Linked DNA regions of Oryctolagus cuniculus: region 2 is linked to region 1. Evidence: chromatin contacts called from public Hi-C data. All regions are on one chromosome and are shown on one strand. The core of a region is the stretch at or near the end of the contact, and the rest is flanking DNA. Distances in the headings are between cores, read along the strand shown. Region 1 has its middle 110 kb from the start of ARHGAP42. Region 2 holds the start of ARHGAP42 (Rho GTPase activating protein 42).

Region 1 (3,789 bases), core at 736-3,235:
GTTTTTGTCAGAGGCCTTTCTTAGTTTTCCCCTTTTTAAAACGGCAGAGAGCACTGAGAAAATGATGGGTGAGATGAAAGAAGATTCAGTATTAGATGCAATGCTACAGATCTAAGTGATGGCTCCACCAAACCCTTCATCTCATTTCCTTTACTCGTCTTGCTGCTTGGTTGTCATTATTCAGGTTCCATTCCTTACTGTTTAGGGCAAGGACATATCTTGTGTCTTGAGGTATCCTTTTCCTATACAACGTGAAAGATGTTGGCCCTCATCACCCCCTGTAGAATGCTTCTCTCTTTCTCCCCACCCTTAGACACACACACACACACACACACACACACACTTATAAATTCATGCAATCTGTCCCCATCGAATTCCATCTTTAGATCTTCAATCCAGTTTTCCTAGAAACAGACGTTCAGCAGAGAATGCCAAAATGCCAGGACTGCCTTTATTACCATCTCTGCCTCCCTGCCATGCCTCGTGCTGGATGTAGAGAAGCCGTTCAAGCATGCTTGGTGATCTGTACCTGAAAGACATGTTGTTTGAATAAAGGAAGTGTAGGGAAGAAGTAGGAGTCTTGGGCAGTGTTTGGGAGTTGCATGGTGGAATGAGGTGAGGGCTGTCAGAATAAAGGTAGAGTGATTATATATATATATATATATATATATTATATATTGTATATATAGTAATGTGGCAGGCGCACTGTGCCGATCCAAAGCCAGGAGCCAGTGCTTCCTCCTGGTCTTCCATGCAAGTGCAGGGCCCAAGGACTTGGGCCATCCTCCACTGCCTTCCCGGGCCACAGCAGAGAGCTGGACTGGAAGAGGAGCAACCGGGGCAGAATCTGGCACCCCGACTGGGACTAGAATCAGGGGTTCCGGCCCCGCAGGCTGAGAATTAGCCTAGTGAACCACGGTGCTGGCCGAGTGATTATATATTGCAGTGTAGAAGTTATTTTCCCTTCTATTTTAACCAACTAGAAAGACTAAGGAAGAAGCATTCTTTGAATAAAGAAAAAAATCCTAAATTTCTAAATCTGGACCCTGTTTCTGATGAGTCATTTTATATTTCTACTTAATTGAACTAAGGGATGCCCATAGAGTCAATTAAATGCTATTTATGGGTGTGTCTGGGAGGATGAATCTTGGAGACAGTGGTAGACTGAGTAAGGAAGATCACCCTCACTAATGGGATGGACATCAGCCAAAGATTTGAAGGTCCAGATAGAACAACGATGTGGAGAAAGGCTGAATTCTCTTTCTTCGGAAGCTGGGGCATCTATTGCCTGCCCTAAGATATCAGAGCTTCTGGTTCTTGGCCCATAGACTCCAAGATTTAAACCAGTGACCCCTCCACACATTACTCCTGGTTCTTAGGTCTTTGGATTCAGGCTGAATTATAGCACAAGTTTTCCTGGTTCTGCAGCTTGTGTAGAGCATATTGTGGGATTTCTTGGCCCCCATAATTGTGTGAGCCTATTCCCATAATAAATCCCTTTTTATATATCCTTATGTATACTTGGTTTTATTTCTCTAGAGAACACTAATACACTGCTGATTGTGGGAAAAGATTGGATAATCTGGAAAACCAAAGCAATGTCTAAAGAGTGGTGGAGGTAAAAGAAAGATTTAAAGGCATAAAAAGTCATAGCATAAACCCCAGCAGTGCCAGCTGACAGTTACTACCTTACCTTTTTCTGAGTGAAGCTTGGCCTGCTCATTATTTCACAGAGAAAGCCAAGCCTCCCAAAGCAGCAGTCCAGGACACTGTCACTGCCGATTTGTTCCTTCCCAGGCCATGGCACAAGGTCGTTCTCATTCCATGATTCTCTCGTGTAGCCCCAAAGGAACAGAGAACACCTGCATCTGTGCAGCACCTCTGCCTGGTGTTTCAGTTTAATCACTGTCAACATCAAGGAAGGGCTTGGCCTGCTTTCTCTGCAGCCTGTCTGCAACAGGAGCTGGTGTGCTCAACTCTTGCCAAAAACGAATTCTTGATGTAGATGACTAAAATAAAACTGCCTGTGAAATCTAGTGTATACATGGAGACAGGGACATAGTCTTAGCTGCAGTTGTATTTACATGGAAAAAAATAAACAGCAGAATAAACCATTAAATAACACTTTCTCTTTCTTTCTTCCTAACCCAGAGTTTCTCTTTTGTGCTCAACCCATGATCTCTTTGTGAGTAGTTTATTTTCCCAGGGAAGCTGTTTGATCAACATGGAATGTATCAGCTGAAAACAAATTGATTTGATCAAGAGAGGAGTGTCAAGAACTCTGTTTCTAACAGGAAAGAAAATGAGGGCTGGCAGGCTGTTCACCAAGAAGGCAGAGAAAAGACATCATAATTTTGAGGTATTCACTTGGCTTCCATTCAAAATAAGATCAGTCTCTTATCCTCACATCAGTTGAAGGGCAAACATCACTCCAGGTTTTTGCTTCTTCCCAAATATAGCCTGATAGTTCAGCCAAGGACAAAAGAGGGTCAGATCTTCCTATGTGTCCTTTTTCTCTGAGAGATTCTTAAGGAGGAATCTATTTTGTGACTCTGGGTAGGCGGAGGACCCATGATACTGATCTACCGAAACAAACAATTTCAAAGCTGGGAGGAAAATAGCTATAAACTCTCCACCTCAATTTGCTGGATTATTTCATCTTCTGTCATGATACAAGAATCTAAGATGTTAGAGAGAGAAGTTTGGCCTGAAAGAGTATAGCTTATCAAAAATGTGTACTTATCATCATTGGATCATAGATTGATAAGCTATTATCTAAATAGTTGTTGGTAATCAAAATTTAGTTGACCTTTGGGCTTAATTTTCTTTCCCATCTGGTTTTGGTTTTGTGGTTGTCTTTCCAGCTCTGAGGAAATGTAATAATAAAAGATTAAGAATATAAAAACAAAATATGATTGGGGATCTTATCCAATCTCTAAATAAATAAACTGATTTCAGAAAATGAGATTGGAATATAATGTTATGCCACAGACACCCAAACCAGTACACAGATCTAAAATAAATGTGTTTCCAGGCCAGCACTGTGGCACAGTGGGTTAAAGCGCCACCTGTAGTGCCGGTATCCCATATGTGTGCTAGATGGAGTCCTGGCAGCTCCACTTCTGGTCCATGCCCCTGCTAGTGTAACAAGCAGCATAAGATGACCCAAGTTCTTAGGCCCTTGCCACCCACGCTTGAGAACTGGAAGAAGCTTCTGGCTCCTTGATCCTGGCTTTGGCTTGGCCCAGTCCCCATCATTGTGGTCATTTGGGGAGTGAATCAGCAGATGGGACATTGCTCTGTCTCTACCTCTCTCTGTAACTCTGCCTTTCTGAAAAATAAATGAATCTTTAAGAATAAATGAATGTATTTCATTCTTGAATGCCAAATTCAAGAGAGAAAAATGGTTTATCCATAATATGCTGCCATTCTGTGATAGCAACAATGGGGGGAGGGAAGAGGGAGAGAGAGAGTTGTCAAAGAAAGACGCACAAAAATTTATTGGTTCAAATGGTCAAGAGATTTGGAGCCAAGTTTTTGCGGGCAACCATCAATCCTGTCAGCCCAGAAGATCATCACATTCCTTTCCACCACATCTCAATTCCTTGACACAATAAAAGCAAATGCATTTTGTGTCACCTTGATTGTCTCCAACTTGGGAACATGGAGTTTATTCCAGGGCTACTGGTTATAACATGAAAGTAACAACAATAATAGTGATGGTGAATATGTATTATAGGTTGGCTAATTGTTTAAGAACATTATAGGAATTATCTTTTGTCATTATAG
Region 2 (3,789 bases), core at 898-3,397, 110 kb before region 1:
TTTCTGAGACACTGAATTTGATCACCCTCAGTGTGAGGAGAAAACCCCAGCTACAGCTGGCTTAGCAGTCACCACTCCAGGACAGGGAGGGTCCTTTGGAAGAGGCATCCTGGGAAAGTTACCAGGCCTTGTCGTTTAGTCACTCAACTCCCTATGTGACAAACTCTCAGAAACTGAAGGTGAAGACATGGAGGATAAAAGATGGAGGGAAGAAAATCCAGGCAGGAGGTGTGTGGCAAGGGAGGCTCAAGAATCCCTGAAGATGCCAAAAGGTGTGTCCTGAAATCCCAACCGGAATCTGCCAAACGTGGAACATTAGCTCAAACTTGGAAATACACAGAGCGGAAAGAGCTGAAGATCCACCATATTTTTCATAATCAGAGTAAACGCTACTATCAATTGAGGCCTCACATTCAGAAATTAAGTGAATACTGACAAAAAAAAAAAAGCAAGTATTTCTCCAACCCAGAGTAAGTAACACAAGTGGTAAATGTTTTAGCACTTGGGATGGCTAAAATATAAGACAATTTCAAAGCACACTCACTTCAAGACATCCTGCTAAGCTGGATCCTTACTATTTGTAAGAAAGCTTCACAGTCCAGCACAGATGCTACTGTGGTCTTGGTTTCAGGTCCTCACACATCCCCTTCGTGTTGTCACTGGCCTTCCACTTGGCATATACAATGACGCTACTCCTATGCATGTCCCGAGGACTGCAAGATCACCCACAGATTTCTCTACCTTGTGAGAATACTTCCTGCAACCAGTCATCAGAGGCTGGCGATCCAGGGCACCTGTCTCGGCAGGGAAAGCATTCAGGAGCTTCTCTTCAGAAGAAAACAGCACCCTGGGAAAGGTGACAAGCCAAGCCTCATGACTGAATTGACTCCACATAAGAAACGCCAAGGCTCATGTACGCTTAGTAATTGAAAGTGAAAAGCCAGAGGAATGAAAGACAATCCAGGCAGGAGGTGTGTGGCTGAAGAGGCAGAAGAACCGCATAAGATGCCAGGAGGCATGTCCTGAAATCTGCAAAATTTGGGAGGTGACTTCTCATTTGTGTAGACACAGAGTGGAGAGAACTGAGGATCAACCACATTTTCCACAATCGTAGTAAACACTACCCCAGGGTATTCACACGCTACAGATCACCGGAAGTTCTCTCCAGCCTTTAACCCCTGACCTCTGATCCCGGTCCTCTGGACCAACGCCGCACGCAATGCAAACCAGAAATCAAGATGCACAGAACCTTGCAAAGAGTTAAAACCGGCTAGTGCTTTGCTGTCTTCCACCAGTCTTGCTCAATAGCAAAACTGCAGATGTGTGTTAAAGGAAAAAAAAGCCAACTCAAAGACCGTGCCCGATGCGTCGTCACTGATGAACGTAAGAAATTAACAATTTTCTTTGAATATCACTAAATAAGTTCAATTTTATTCTTAAAACAAACTTTTCGACACCGCCCACGCCCCACCTCCCCACCTCTTTAAGGCATTTTTTTAAGGAGTTCAAATTAGGAACAAAATATTAAAAAAAAAAAAAAGACTAAAAGTCCCCCCACATCTTTGCAGGGGCGTTACTCAAAAAGATGACCTTGAATGACTTTCCTCTGGCTATACAGGGTGGCCGGCGGAGAACTTTCCCTTCTCTGTAGTCCTGGGAGTAAATAAGTAAAGAACACCTAAGAACAAACTTTGCCGGCCACCAGCAGGGGAGCTCTTCAGCTTTGTCCCCAAACCCATTCAAACAAAAGAAGCTCCGTCTCCGCCGTCCCAGCCCTAGGACTCGCACCCCGCGGGGACCCTCTGGACCCCGACGCCCTCTCCACTCTGCCCCGCCAGCCCCACTTACTCCTCAGCGCCCCAATGAGCAGAGAGCCGTCCTTAATGAGCTCTTTGATGAACTTGTTGGTTCGCTCCAGCTCAATCTCGTGACACTGCAGGCGCTCCCTGAAATCCGGGCTGTCCAAGTAGGAATCGCTGAACTCCAGAGTGGGCAGCCCCATGGCACAGGCACTGCCGGAGGCGGCCGGGGGCACGTCCCCGGGCGGCGGTCAGGGCGGGAGAAGCTGCGAGCGCGGCGGGCGCTGCGGGCACGCGGGATCGCCGGGGACGCTGGGGGACCGCGCAGAGGAAACGGGCCCCGCGCGCCGCGCCGCCTGCGCGGGGCTCAGTCTTCCTCCCCCGAGGCGAGGCGAGCGCAGGCGCGGGCGGCGGGCCGAGGTGCGGGTCCCCTCAGGTCGTTGTCATCTGGGCGCATCGTCGCAGCGAGCCCCGGGGCGGCCAGGCTCCGGGCGGCGCCGGAGCAGGAAAGTTTCTCTCCCGGCGCGCCGACACTTCCGGCAGCTCCGCTCCGCCGTTCGCCTGACAGTCGTAGGCGCTGTGAGCCTGAAGCGCCCAGCGGCAACTCCGGCCGCGTCGGGGAAACCCGCCCCCTCGGCGGACGCAGGCTCAAACGGCGTGCACTCGGGTCGGGCTCGCGGACCCTCCTCTCGGCCGCCGCCGCCGCGGCGCTCCCACCCCGCCCCCTCGCCCCGGGACCCTCGGGCCCCCGCCCCGCCGCGCGCGCGGCGCTCCCAGGCTGCCTGCGCCCGCGCGGTCCACCCCGACCCACCTGGGCCGCCGGGCTCCAGCTGGCCCTGGCGACCGAGCGTCCTCCGCTCCCCAAAAGGCTCTCCAGCTACCCTCAGAGCTTCCCTGCCGTCCCTCCCGCCACCCACTCCCTAGAATCGTCTGGCAGAGGAACTAAGGGTAGCTTTCCCTGAAGGTCGCGTATTCGTTAGCTTGCACGGGAGGGAACGACTTTCTAGCGTGGGTTTAGCTTTTACTTCACGCGTCGCCGGTAAACGCACAGAAACTCCAGGTTGAAAAGTTCTCCTCTTTCGCACCCTTCTCTCTTTAGTGGGTCCAGCCTTAGGAGTCTTGAGTTTTTTGCTTTTTGTTGTCTTCCCTCCCCCCATTTTGCGAGAAGGTGGGAAATTTTAAGTGAACCTCACTCTGGAAGAAAGCACTTGGATTTTGGTGCTCCTAATTCTAGAAGAATACCTATTGGCGCCGCAGTAGATCGTACTGGCCCCTGGATAGAATTGACCTACAAGCATGGAGATCTTCAAATTGTTGAAATGGGCAGGAGTTTCAACTGAATGGTTAATTCCCGCGGAGAGACAGTTACCCGTTCTTTGGTAGACATTCACCTCGTAAATTTTCTGTTCTTTTGAAATCTTGACAGCAAAAGAAACTGCTGGTTTACGTCTCATCCTGCCCTCACTTGCAGGATTTCTGAGAACGCAGTTATTTTTCTTAAGGATCTGCTTTTAATTTCTGTATTTTCACTGCTTTGTCCATTTGAACCATCTGTTAAAAAAAAAGTACATATCATAGGAAAAATTCCCTTAAATTGCTTTACATTTTTCCCAATTAAGTTCAAGAACTGTCAAGACTTCAGTTTCTAATTGCTTAAGTATACATCAACATTAAGAAAACCATGTAAACCTTGTGCTAAGAAGACCTGATCATGCAAATGATATATGTAAATGTATATATGTAAATGACTTGGTTTAATCTATTGGGTCAGGGAAATCAAATCTAGCAAACCTTCCGCCCATGTTGACATCATTAGTCCTCAACACGTTGGCAAAATGGCCAATTACCAACAGAGTCATCTTAACTCCAAGTGTTGAACTTGTGTCTGTCAACTAAATTAATATTCCTCCTGTGGGTGGTGGGTGGGAGGCAGTAAGGCTGTTTGTCAGTTCATGGAATTAAATAAACAGCAGTGGGCTGCTTTTCACCT

The links. Hi-C and Micro-C count contacts between places; a contact is called where the count stands out from the background.
Region 2: a contact with region 1 is called in a Hi-C map of embryonic fibroblasts, with 3 times the contacts expected there. The contact joins the promoter of ARHGAP42 here to the enhancer-like site in region 1. A contact is called at or near these places in 4 of 6 Hi-C or Micro-C datasets (ear pinna, embryonic fibroblasts, liver and 1 more).

Annotation. Positions count from the first base shown.
Region 1 is chr1:92,125,132-92,128,920 of mOryCun1.1, reverse strand. No RefSeq gene overlaps it. Among named protein-coding and RNA genes, the nearest start is that of ARHGAP42, 110 kb to the left of the region's middle. Within about 2 kb of position 1,985, at least 2 of the 8 cell types and tissues checked have an H3K27ac peak or open chromatin away from gene starts, as enhancers often do.
Region 2 is chr1:92,231,744-92,235,532 of mOryCun1.1, reverse strand. ARHGAP42 (Rho GTPase activating protein 42) reads right to left here and starts at 2,147. Exons shown (of 23, transcript XM_051820336.2): 1 at 1,849-2,147. The coding sequence starts at 2,002.